3 separate regions of the Mus musculus genome follow, and regions 2 and 3 are each linked to region 1. The links are chromatin contacts, called in public Hi-C and promoter capture Hi-C maps. All regions are on one chromosome and are shown on one strand. The core of a region is the stretch at or near the end of the contact, and the rest is flanking DNA. Distances in the headings are between cores, read along the strand shown.

The links. A called contact is a pair of places that touch in the nucleus more often than the background predicts. Capture Hi-C pulls out chosen DNA fragments and counts their contacts.
Region 2: a promoter capture Hi-C map of liver shows a contact between it and region 1. The contact joins the promoter of Acsm2 here to the promoter of Acsm1 in region 1. A contact is called at or near these places in 3 of 39 promoter capture datasets (hippocampal neurons, liver and macrophages), 8 of 484 Hi-C or Micro-C datasets (liver, nephron progenitors and stem cell-derived motor neurons), 4 of 115 datasets of contacts at active chromatin or transcription factors (hepatocytes, kidney and liver) and 3 of 9 other capture datasets (adipose tissue, liver and pancreatic islet).
Region 3: a Hi-C map of liver shows a contact between it and region 1, with 5 times the contacts expected there. The contact joins the enhancer-like site here to the promoter of Acsm1 in region 1. A contact is called at or near these places in 10 of 39 promoter capture datasets (the 3T3-L1 cell line, 3T3-L1-derived adipocytes, cranial neural crest and 6 more), 6 of 484 Hi-C or Micro-C datasets (liver and nephron progenitors) and 2 of 9 other capture datasets (adipose tissue and pancreatic islet).

What each region holds. Positions count from the first base shown.
Region 1 is chr7:119,615,343-119,619,683 of GRCm38.p6, reverse strand. Acsm1 (acyl-CoA synthetase medium-chain family member 1) reads right to left here and starts at 1,872. Exons shown (of 14, transcript NM_054094.6): 1 at 1,787-1,872. The region is part of intron 1 of Gm39079 (predicted gene, 39079); the gene reads left to right.
Region 2 is chr7:119,559,918-119,564,258 of GRCm38.p6, reverse strand. It overlaps Acsm2 (acyl-CoA synthetase medium-chain family member 2), which reads right to left and starts at 2,551. Exons shown (of 14, transcript NM_146197.4): 1 at 2,446-2,551; 2 at 578-762. The coding sequence starts at 754.
Region 3 is chr7:119,666,010-119,670,350 of GRCm38.p6, reverse strand. No RefSeq gene overlaps it. Among named protein-coding and RNA genes, the nearest start is that of Acsm4, 22 kb to the left of the region's middle. Within about 2 kb of position 2,275, at least 4 of the 459 cell types and tissues checked have an H3K27ac peak or open chromatin away from gene starts, as enhancers often do. A contact at or near this core is called in liver, where this site is marked.

The sequences.
Region 1 (4,341 bases), core at 623-3,122:
GATTGTGTCTATAAAATATTTGAATCATAGAATAACTTCTCTTTCATTTATGAAACACTTATTATAAGAGTTCCACATGTGTTTTTAGGTTCTATCAACTGGAGGAAGGTCTGCCGTCTTAGATATTAAGCTCTGAAGGCTCTATGAAATGATCTTAGAGCCCAATGTTATGAAGTGTTTTAAAGTATATTCTGAAAGCAAGTTGGCCATGTGTATTTGAGGTGGGCTGGGCCCAGGAATGTAGACTTACATATGCAGTGCCCTGAGAATCAGATGTGTTAGAGAAGCCCTGGGACACAAAATGTTACTTAACAGATTGACATGTTTGATGTGTCTTAGGGGAACCCAGTACAGCAGAGTCACAACATGACTTCGGCTTTACCACCTGACAGTTCTGTGTTTTGGGGCCCTGTTTTTGAGGGTACAAATATGATACCTATCACCTTGATTCCCATGTTAACTAGTGGCATCATCACTGTGCCAGCATTGAACCTAGAACATACCAAGAATTTAAAAATGTTGAGGTACCTTTCAACTACCAACAATTAAATGAATCTGCCCCTCCACCGTGTGTGTGTGTGTGTGTGTGTGTGTGTGTGTGTGTGTGTGTGTGTGTGTGTTTGAATGCACACACATGTGGAAGTCAGAGGGCAAAGTCAAGGGTTTTCCCCAAACCTCTCCACTTTAGTTTTGGGAACAAGGTCTCTCAGTGAACCTGATGGTAGCTGATTTGGCTAGACCGGCTGCTTGGCAAGTCCCTGGGGATCCTTCTGTTTCTTCTTGCCAGCCCTGGGATTATAGGGATAATTTAGGTTGCTTTGCATTGCTGTGATAAACATCATGACAAAAAGGCAGCGTGGAGAGGAAGCTGTCTTTTTGACTTACATGTTTTAATCATGCTCAGTCTCTGTGGGAGGTCAGAGCAGGAACACAAACAGGAGCAGAGGCAGGAAGGGTTGAGGAATGGCATCTGCTGGCTTTTGCTTTATGGCTTTCTCAGCTGTTTTTTTGATATAGGCAAGGTGCCCAGATGTGGCACAACCCACGGTGAGTTAAGTCTTTGAACAATCATTAATCATAAAAATTCTCCAGACTTGCCTACTGTTTGATCTGAAAGAGGTGGTTTTTTCTAATTGAGGGTCCCTCTTCCTAAATGACTTGGCTTGTGTCAAGTTGACAAACAACAACAACAACAACAAACCCTAACAAATGGAAGGCACACACTGGAAGATACCCTGCCCACACTTTTCTCCAGGTACTGGAGATCCAGTTCAGGTCCTCATGCTGACTCAGCAAGTGCTTCACCAGATTAAAGGCATTCACTTTAAAGAGAGCGAGCTGTCTTGTGCACAGGGAAGGTTTCTTTCAATGACTCTCCTTCTGTCCCTGTCTTTTCTACTCATTCCCAAACATATCAGTCCGTGTCTCTGAGCCAGCCACTGTGCTAAACATGGCTCATGTATGTCTCCAGATATTCCTCTCTCCAACGTGCCATCATTATATTGCAGATAAAGAAAGGAAATGGCAGAAAAGTTAAGTGATTTGACCAAGGCCATAGTTTATAAGTGGCATTCACAGAACTTAAATAGGATCCTCAAGTTTAAGGCTTTTGTGGAAGATAGAAATACACACAGACATACAGATTATCACAAGCAGTCACACATGCACATATGTACACACACACACACACACACACACAGACACACGGACACACACACACGGACACACGGACACACGGTGAGGGCAGGCCCTGAGGTGGGGGTAGCCAGGATGGGCTTGGTCTTACCTGGTACTGTGAAGGACACAGGTAGACTATAGCCAGGAGAGACGGCTTGTAAGGCCTGCTCTCTGTGCACAGTCTTTCCCAGTTCTGGGAACACAGCTGTGGAACTTGGCCCCTGACTGAGGAGAATATTGAGTGACAACTTCAGGAATTGGATGATGCTGCAGAGGGGAGGAGACGTTTAGTCAAGAGGTCAGAAAACAGTGCAGACTTCCAGCAGGGACAGTCATCTAGGGAAGAGGACTGTGTAGAACCTTCCCCATCCTCATGGGCTACTCAAGGTGGAACAGGATGAGAAAGGTGGAGTCTTTGTAAATTCTCAGCAGCTAACCTGCTTCCCTTTCCCAGTGTATACCTTTCTTTTGCATCTATATGACAGCTGAAGGGCCACACAGCTTCATAGCTAAGATCCATGTGCCAGAGACACAGAGATCTCTCAGCACAAGCCTCTGCTTTCTCCACAATACCTGTCTCTTCCTGGGTGAGCCCCTCACTCCATTCCTCACTTGTAAAATGAAAATGACAAATTCTTAGGATTTTGTTCACTGGTTAGTGTTAAACTAGATGACTCTTAAGAGGCTCATAACACGCAGTGATAGAGTGTGTTGGCTGTTTAATTCTAGTTAAGAGAAATGATTCTGTGTGTGGGCAAAGTTAAGGTCTTTGTAGTTCCAAAGGTTTAGGATCTGCCACGTGTTTGAAGAAGCCCCGAGTATGCCATATGGTCCTCGATTTAGGGCAGCTCATCAATAAATGATGTTAGGTAGGTCATTGTAAGCTTAGTTCTATGAAATCTTTGAAAAGGTTAGGTTAGTCAGTAGAGAGTCCGACCCCCAGAATTTAGCCGCAGACTGGGTACTGATGTTTTGTTGATTGTTTAATGAAGGCGACTATGCACAGTACCTGAGTAATTCTTTGCTAATGATCTGACTTGGGAGATTGATGGAGAGTGGAGGACCTCCAGGGATTCTGGCTTGGATTTTTCACCTCTTACTCTTCTAGTCTCTGTTGAACTTGGGATAAAAATACTTTGGCTTAAAGTTACCACTAAAGAAGGCAGAGGGGAGGGGCAAGCCTGACAGACGTCATGTTTCCTGGCTGACTGACTTATGGTAAAATTGTAAACACAGAGCAGGCAGGCATTGCTTGGGGAGAAGGAATGGTGGGGAGAAGGCAGAGTGAGGTGACTGGCCACAGTAGCTAGACATTAAATATCCAAAGGGCCAAAGTGCAAAAATCTGAGAGGGAGGTGGAAGACAGGTGGCAAAGCAAAGACACTTCTGCAAAGGAGGAGCAGGCAGTAGAACCTGAGAGATGCCATCTGGACCCAGCAGGTATCTGCTGAGCTACCACACTAATTCATGGCCAAGAGGACAGCCCCTTGGGCCTGACAGTCTGGATATGAGTCTGGATTTCACTAGTTAGCATCTCAGTGGTGCTGTGAAGGTTTCTATCCACCTGTGCCTCCATTGCAAGTGAGTCTGCAGTAGAGAAAGGACAATTCTGAAGAGTCTACACGTATACTCTTCTTTCACATCAGCCTTGACTGCAGTTATCCCACGTCACTGAACGAAAGGTCTAGACAGTAAACTCCAGCGTGAACACTTGGCCATGTAAAGGGTCATGAACTAATCTGTACTTTCTTCTGATTCAGTTCTGCTGGAAGCTGCACAGAGACATGACATTACAAGGTGGCAGACACACTATCAGTCATCCTAGATAGCCTCATATAGTAAAATCTCTACCATGGACCTTTATACAAACTAACTCCTGTCACCCTGTAAGGAGCCTATGATTCACTCGCTCCTTATGAACACTTACTGAGCATCATTTTGGTACAGATGTGGCTTTGGATGTGCCAGACAAGGCTATTGCTCTCTAGAACTTCCCATGCTCTGTGATAGACATACAAAAGATAACAAATAAAAACCTCAGAGTTCTGTGTTCTGCACTGACATTCATAGCAAGTCATGATTTATAGATAAAGAAACAGATGCTGAAGCTGCACTAGAACATTTCCAAAGTCACAGAGGACATTATACAGGACAGTACAGGATTGAATATTATTTTATCTAAGCTAATTTTTAACCACTCAGTTCTCTCAATAATATTCTGCTTCTGCAAGTGTCTGATATGCCTGCGTTTCTGATTTTAGGGTTTTTTGTTTTTTTTTTTTTTTTTTTTTACCTAGGGAATATTTATGAGCTGGCTTATTGAAGTTGTTCTTCCCCTGAGGAAATAAATATTGGTTGGACCAAAAAAAATATTTTATTGTCTTTCCATTGCTTGGTCATTCTTATCAACCAGCTCTGAAGAAAATTGTCTCTGGAAAGCTATAAAATCTTCCTGTTTAATCTTTGTTGTGCCCATAGGAAGACATCAATGGCTTCCTCATTCACCTCAGATTTGCTGTAGAATAAGATTTGGAAGACAATTCCAGACACCTAGCACACAGCAAGCCCTTTTCAAATGGCAGCTTTCAGGGCTGGGTCAGTGTTCTATATGGATCCCCTGTGGTTATTATTTCCCCATCTGAAGATGATGATTCCCCATGACTG
Region 2 (4,341 bases), core at 1,302-3,801, 56 kb after region 1:
GTGTATGTCCATGGGAAAAGGTTTGTTTACAGGAGCATGGGCACATTACTAGTGAGCACACTACTGAACAAAATGTTTCTCCATCCCTCTTTGGCCTTTAACTGTGTGAAAATCCTCTAGGAGAGGTGGGACCTGTGAGCTCCTCCCTACTCCATGAAATCTAGTGCAGGTACTTACAGTTGCTGTGAATTCAAGAGTGCAACAGCCATCTCATACCCAGAAATCACAGTCTACATATCTAATTCTTGCATTCTTTCTGTCCCTTCTTCCATAATATCCCCTGAATCTCTGAGGGGTGTGTGAGAGATGTTTTATTAACGGATGAATAGTCAACAATCACTTATTCTCAGCATAGTGACCAGTTGTGAGTGTCTGCAGTTACTGACTCTTGCAAGATGCTTCTCTCACAGAACCCCATAGTTCTTCTACATTTCTTTCTTCCAAGTCACTCTATGCTGCATCAAGGAAGATGACCGTCCTGTTCACAGTTTCTTATGGAGTAATAAAGCATCCCATAATGTTCTATCTCGATAAATATGTGACCTTATTCAAGCTGTTCCATCCAGTATCCCCTTACCTTCTCTACGCTGGCCCAGTGATCTATCACATCACTAGCGAAGTTGAACTTGGCAGGTGCTTCCTGGTGGCCCCACTGTATGGGTATTAGTTTCTTGATATTCATATGGAAAGTACGGCAGGAAATCTCATTCCCCCAGAGAGTGAAAAGTCTTGGAATTTTCCATAGATGATGCATAGTCAGAGCTGTGAAGGAAGGTAGAATAGGTGAGTTCGTCCCTACTGGATTTTGACACTTGCCATAAGCTAGTAGAGACATATATCTCTTCTCTGTCCTCCAGGGTTGATTGGTTGTATTTGTGGGTGAGTTGAATTGAAACTGAGTGCCTGGTACAGTCTCTTTCTGTGTATTATTCTCCTAAAGAACCATTCCACCAGCTCCCATTTCTGGCTAGGCTTGCTGGCCAAAGAGTCTCCGTGATCCTTTTGTCTCTGCTCCCCTAGCACTGGGCTCACACAAACACACAGTTTTTTACATGGGTACCTGGCTTCTGAATGAGGGTTCTCATGCTATTTCAGTAAGTGCTCTTACCCAAGGTACTATCTCCCTATCATCATTTTTGGGGCTTCCTGTGAGACCGCATATCCCAGAAAAGCACTAACCTTTCCTGAGGCCCCAGATGATGTCATGAGGAGTTCCCAACATGGCCCCTTTCAACTTACAGTTATTTTCAACTAAGTTTTGTAGGCACATTCTATATCTGTGTTTAGAAGGAAACAACTATAAAATGCTTGGAATGCTCATTAGTGCAGCAACTACTGGCTAATACAATAATTCTTTAGAGTCCCTTTTAATTGACATATCTGAAAAACTACCCATGTGTAGTGCAGGGTCTAACATAAGCAATCATTTAGAAGATTATAGCTGTTGTATTTTTTTCATTTCATTGGCTCCATGGAAAGATGTTCCAAAGCTAAAAACACTGGTCTTTGAATTCTGTCACATGCTCTTAGATGAGACTGGAATTTTAAGCCTAATGAACTTTGAGTCAGGGAATCGAGCCAGCAATCCATTGTGTTTGCTGGATTCCCAGACCCCTTGGTTCAGGCAGAAGAATGGATGGAACACAGGGTCCCCAATGGAAGAACTAGAGAAAGTACCCAAGGAGCTAAAGGGGTCTGCAACCCTATAGGTGGAACAACAATATGAACTAACCAGTACCCCCGGAACTCATGTCTCTAGCTGCATATGTATCAGAAGATGGCCTAGTAGGCCATCATTGGGAAGAGAGGCCCCTTGGTCTTGCAAACTTTATATGCCTCAGTACAGGGGCCAAGAAGTGGGGGTGGGTGGGTAGGGGAGTGGGGTGGGGAGGGTAAGGGGGACTTTTTGGGATAGCATTTGAAATGTAAATGAAGAAAATACCTAATTAAATAAAAAAATCTTAATATAACAAACTACAAAAACAAAAACAAAAAAAGAATGCTTGTCTGTGGCAATTCCAAATATTCTCTTGATTTCTCAAAGAAGAAGAGGGAAGAATTTCCTTCCCAGGCCTGGGGAACAATAGCTAGTGTTTTCATGGCTGATGGTCTCTCTCTCTTTCAGTGACTGACTCTTATCTTCTAGCCTCTCCTCTTCAAATCAGCATCTATATCTTCACCACTAGCTAACTCTCTGCTTCTTCTGTGTACACTCCTGACCAGCTCTCCTGTCCTCTACTTTTGGTTGGCTGAAGACTCCCTCTCTCCTATGCAATGCTGTCCCCTCACTAACACCTTGTGACACTCCCTTTGTGGCTTCTAGGAGTTTTGAACTATCTTCCTTTGGAGAATTTTCCCTGTCCTTGCTATCTGTTACTCCTCATGACTGGTGAGTGTCATCATGATGCACAGCCCCACCTTTTTGCCTCTTGCATAAACACTCACCTTCTGGTCTTCTTCTGGAACTCTCTCTGACAGTAGCTTTGTCTATTTCCCTCTTGGGAAGTCGTTTGAGAATTCCTGCAGCATCAGTGGAGAGAAGAGCACTGAAGCTGACAGTTCCCTAATCAAGCCTGAGTAGCCTCCGAGGGCTCAGCTAATCATTAATGGTGCACAATTTTAGGCTGATATTACTCCTCCTAACGAAGTTTATGTGAGGCACAGTCTTTGAGCCTGTGGAGGAGTGTCAGTTGAACTGCTCCTTAGCCCAAGGGATCAATGAGAGGTTTATTCTCATAATCGACAGCAAGGTTTTGCCCTGACCAGGGGAAGAGGATGGAACTTCAGAGTCTTTATGTAGTGTCTCATTACCTTTAATCCTTTCATTCATTTGACTTCTACCAAAGGTCTCTTTTCCTGCTCTGTTTGTGACACTCATCCAGGGTCACTGTTTGGATCCAGGTCTCTTGCCAATGGCCCTACAAGTATGTCTCTTGGCTGGATCTCTTTCCTGAATGCTCACCTATTTGATGTCTCCACTTGGATATCTAATAGGGTTTTTGTTTGTTTTGTTTTTTTGGTTTTTTGAGTCAGGGTTTCTCTGTGTAGTCCTTGCTGTCCTGGAACTCACTCTGTAGACCAGGCTGGCCTCAAACTCAGAAATCGCCTGCCTCTGCCTCCCAAGTGCTGGGATTAAAGGTGTGCACCACCATACCCGGCCATCTAATAGGTTTTTAAAAGTAGATTCAGATAGTGCTAGGCATTCTAGCTCTAAACCCTGCCACTGTATCTTGGGCCTTTACCAGCCGATGACCATCCTGTTACTGTTTCTTTGCATGAAATCTCAGGTTCCCACCTCCTTTATGCCTAGATCTGGTCAATCTGTCGGTTCTGCCTTCCAGCTGTGACTGCAACCTGTCCTACTCTCTTCAGTGTTCCAAAGGATCATTTCCTGTCTGTCTTGGCATTACTATCGCCGTGATAAAACACCACAACTAAGCACAAGTTGATGAGGAACAGGTTGATTTGGCTCACACTTCCGCATTGTAGTGCACCATTGAAGAAAGCCAGGAAAGGAACTCAAAAAGAGCAGGAGGCATGAGCTTATGCAGAGGCCACGGAGGGCTGCTGCTTACTGGCTTGTCCTGGTAGAACCCAGGACTTCCAGCTCAGCAATGGCACCAGCTACAATCAGTCACTAATTAAGAAAATGCCCTACAGCTGGATCTTGTGGAGGCTTCGTCTTAACTGAGGTTCCCTCCTTTCAGTTAACTCTAGTGTGTATCCAGAGGACATATGACTAACCAACAAACTAGCCATGGGACATTTTGTGCTTTCTTTTCTGTTCTTCCTGCCTCTGCCCTTGAAACCTGTTCTCAGAATGAACCTGACTTAACTCAGTCAGACCATGGAGTCTTCCAAATGAAATACGTATCCATGGATGAGCGTGGATAGGGGATGATATCCTGGAGCAGGAGCAACTGACCAATGCCTATACTGGTAAAGAAAATGTCACCTACCTGGGATTGGTGCCAAGCAACCCTATTCTCAGGTCAAGTGGTCATGTTGCCTGTGAGGCAGACAGAGGCAAATAAGATTTCAGAAGGGGTTGAGAAAGAATAAACAGAGAGACAGAGGGACATAGATGGACAATTCAGATGGTCACATAAATTCTAGCTCTGTCTTTCAAATGCCTTGGGGCATGAAGGCCAATGTCTTCAAACTCACTTTCATTGTTTATCTATCTAGAGGGAAGAAAAATAGCTCCTATTAATCCTTCTTTCCACTCCACAGCTCTTTGGCAATTTTTCCAGTGGTCTAAAGTTCATTCATCCGTTTCCAGTGACCATGAGTAGTTCAGAGTGTCACAAAGCTCCCAGGCACACTTTCCAGCCTCTGAGG
Region 3 (4,341 bases), core at 1,026-3,525, 50 kb before region 1:
TGATCAGAAAGTGAGTTTTTGTCTTGTGTCTTGTAGAATCTGTCCTGTGCAGTGTTGATGTACCCAGAGTGGAAAAGGCTTTAGCAATGTTGGAATACGCAGAGGATCATTTCTTTTTTTTTTTCCACTTTACTTTTACTGATCAACCTTCTTTTTTTTTTTTTTTAAATATTCTAATGTTTTTTCTTTTTTTATTAGATATTTTCTTCATTTACATTTCAAATGCTATCCTGAAAGTCCCCTATATTATCCTCCCACCCTGCTCCCCAACACATCCACTCCCACTTCCTGGCTCTGGCATTCCCCTGTACTGGGGCATATGATCTTCACAAGACCAAGGGCCTCTCCTCTCCTCCCATTGATGGTCGACTAGGCCATCCTCTGCTACATATGCAACTAGAGACACAGTTCTGTGGGGTACTGGTTAGTTCATATCGTTGATCCTCCTATAGGGTTGCTGACCCCTTTAGCTCCTTGAGTACTTTCTCTAGCTCCTTCATTGGGGGCCCTGTAATCCGTCCAATAGATGACTGTGAGCATCCACTTCTGTATTTGCCAGGCACTGGCATAGCCTCACAAGAGATAGCTATATCAGGGTCCTGTCAGCAAAATCTTGCTGGCATATGCAATAGTGTCTGGGTTTGGTGGTTGTATATGGGATGGATCCCCGGGTGGGGGAGTCTCTGGATGGTCCTTCCTTCTGTCTCAGCTCTGAACTTCGTCTCTGTAAGTCCTTTCATGGCTATTTTGTTCCCCATTCTAAGAAGGAACAAAGTATCCACACATTGGTCTTCCTTCTTCTTGAGTTTCCTGTGTTTTGTATCTTGGGCAGTCTAGATTTCTGGGCTAATAGCCACTTATCAGTGAGTGCATATCATGTGTGTTCTTTTGTGATTGGGTTACCTCACTCAAAATGATATCCTTCAGATCCATCCATTTGCCTAAGAATTTTATAAATTTATTGTTTTAATTGCTGAGTACTACTCCATTGTGTAAATGTACCATATTTTCTGTATCCATTCCTCTGTTGAGGGACATCTGGTTTTTTTCTAGCTTCTGGCTATTATAAATAAGGCTGCTATGAACATAGTGGAGTATGTGCCCTTATTACAAGTTGGAACATCTTCTGGGTATATGCCCAGGAGAGGTATTGCTGGATTTTCCGGTAGTACTATGTCCAATTTTCTGAGGAACCACCAGACTGATTTCCAGAGTGGTTGTACAAGCTTGCAATCCCACCGGCAGTGGAGGAGTGCTCCTCTTTCTCCACATCCTTGCCAGCATCTGCTGTCACCTGAGTTTTTGATCTTAGCCATTCTGACTGGAGTGATGACTAAGGATGTTGAACATTTTTTCAGGTGCTTCTCAGCCATTCGGTATTCCTCAGTTGAGAATTCTTTGTTTAGCTCTGTACCCCATTTTTAATGGGGTTATTTGATTTTCTGGAGTCTAGCTTCTTGAGTTCTTTATATATATTGGATATTAGTCCCCTATCAGATTTAGGATTGGTAAAGATCCTTTCCCAATCTGTTGGTTGCAGAGGTTCATTTCTTACTGTGAGAGTATGCACTTTACTACAGAAATGCCACACACACCCTCCATTACAGGGACACAAAGGTGTGTGTGTGTGTATTGTTTGTAGAGGAGAGAGAAGGGGGGGAGAAGAAGAAGAAGGAGGAGGAGGGGAGGAAGAGGAGTAGTAGTAGTAGTAGTAGGAGGAGGAGGAGGAGGAGGAGGAGGAGGAAGAGGAGGAAGAGGAGAAGGAGGAGGAGGAGGAGGAGGAGGAAGGGCTAAGAGAGAGGGAAGAGAACATCCCATAGATATGGTCACACTGGTTTTGACCGACCTGTACTAGGTTACTGGACAAGGGCTCCAGAAATCTCTAGTGATCACGGACTCTTGTTCAAAGTCAGAATCGTTGCACTTACCCAACCTCAAGTAAGGAACATTTATTCTGTTTATCCACACCCACAAGAAGGGAATGCCATGATGAACCTTGATGAAATATGCTTATTATTATTTTGTTTTATTTTATTTTACTTTTCACTTTGTCTGGCTAAATTCCCATGGGTGAGTAAGACTTTCTCTCCCCTGAGCAGTTAAGTGGCTTATCTGCTTGTTCTAGGCCATCCACTCTTGAAGCTTGGTTTTCAGAGAGAAGTTCTGTCGGGCTTCATCCATGTCTGATTACAGAACCACGGTTAATATCCCGACAGCCACCAACTGGAACTGGATGTCCATGACTCAGGACTTTCACCAGCTAGTGGTAGGACAGACTTTGCTCTTTGGCATATTTGATCTGTGTCTTTGACCCTTACAATCCAGGTTATTGCTCTCTGTCAAGTAGTAGCTGCTTCCAAGAAGTACACTCTGTACTTTACCAAGGTTTGAGTGTCAAAGGGAAAATGTTCCAGAACTCACTTTGGAGAGGGTGTTTTGCTTTGTTTATTTGTTTTGCACAAAACTAAGGCTAGGTGTCTGGGTTAGGTGGGATTATATTTTCATTCATGTCTTCTTGTCATACTCATAAATATCAATTTTGTAAAATGATGATTGCATTTGTTGTCATTCCCATAACTTTCCAAGTTTTCTGTTCATTTACATATTAACTTGCAGTATTGTTACTGATTGGCTTAAGGGTCATTTTATGAAATATGAAAGTGAATTTTTATCATTGATTATTTGGAATCACATTCTTATAGCATGTTAGTTCTCAATGCTTAATATTATATACACTTATTTTGACACACAATTTGTATGTCCTTCAGAGATATGTCCTTAAGTGTCTTTTTAAGAACTGGCATGAAGGTTGAAAGAAAATTGTGATAGAAATTGTGCTAAGCAATTTTCTGTGCATGATTATGGTTGGATTAATAACCTAGGCATTGTAAAACAGGGGCGCGTTTCTCTTAGTCATGCTCACGCTCACAAGCATATTTCGTGTGCTACTTTCACATGTATTGTTCACATTTGATTAGTTGTTTTCCCTCAGTCTTTCACATTGTATGGGCATACTTCTGGGTATGCCCAGAGAATTTTAAGAGGATGACTCATGGGGATTTAGCAGAAGGCCCAGGTTTCCTGTCCACTGTTAAGTTTATATGTGTTTATTTCTCAGTTTTAAAGTGATCCTTTAACTTTGGAATAAAATTGTATTTAGAGTTCTAAAAATGTAGAGCTGGGGGCTGGAGAGAAGAACACTGACTGCTCTTCCAGAGGTCCTGAGTTCAAATCCCAGCAACCACATGGTGGCTCACAACCATCTGTAATGGGATCCGATGCCCTTGTCTGGTGTGGCTGAAGACAGCCCCAGTGTACTCATATACATAGAATAAATAAAATCTCTAAAAAGTGTAGAGCTGGGGATGCAGCTCGATTGGTAGAGTGCTTACCCAGCATGCACAAGGTCCTGGGTCCAAGCCTCAGCACCACAAAGACCAAGAATGCACATCTGTAATCCCATTATGTGCATGTAGAGGCAGGAAGAACAGAAGTTAAAGGCCATCTTCAGTTATATATGACCAGCCTGGGCTACGTGAGACCAAACAAATAAACAAACAAACCCCCAAACATCTTCTTATTCATATTTCTCAGGAAAAACAAATTTTACACTTATATATGCCCAGTGAGGAATCACCCCTTTCAGGAAGGGATCACATCTGTTAGTCACAACTGTCCGTGTTCTCCCCATTGCTCGTCTCCAAAGCTGATGCACCTGTCCATTTCCCCAAGATCCAAAAGGCAGAAGGGACAAATGGCTGTCTATTAGCATACCATGGCATATGCTGGCCTTCAAGCTCCTTCAGAATCACAAGAACCTGTTATCCATTTCAAAGGCCATGCTAGTATCAGGACTCTTCTCACCTCTTCCCCTACCCTAAGCCCCCCTAGCTCACAGGCTTCCTTCCCCATGGCTATACCACTCCCCTTATAGCTCTGCTATTTTGGTATGCCCTCTCTCTTTCTTCCTCACTTTCCCTCTCCCCCTCCATCCCTCTCTTGCTCTCTCCTCCTCTTTTCTTCTTCTTCTTCTTCTTCTTCTTCTTCTTCTTCTTCTTCTTCTTCTTCTTCTTCTTCTTCTTCTTCTTCTTCTTCTTCTTTCTCTTCTTCTTCTTCTCCTCTCTTCTCTTCTTCTTCTTCTTCTTCTTCTTTCTTTTCTTCTTCTTCTTCTTCTTTCTTTTCTTCTCTCCTCCTCCTCCTCCTCCTCTTCCTCCTCCTCCTCCTCCTCCTCCTCCTTCTCCTTCTCCTTCTCCTCCTCCTTTCTTCTCCTTCTTCTTCTCTTCTTCTTCTTCTTCTTCTTCTTCTTCTTCTTCTTCTTCTTTCTTTTCTTCTTCTTTCTTT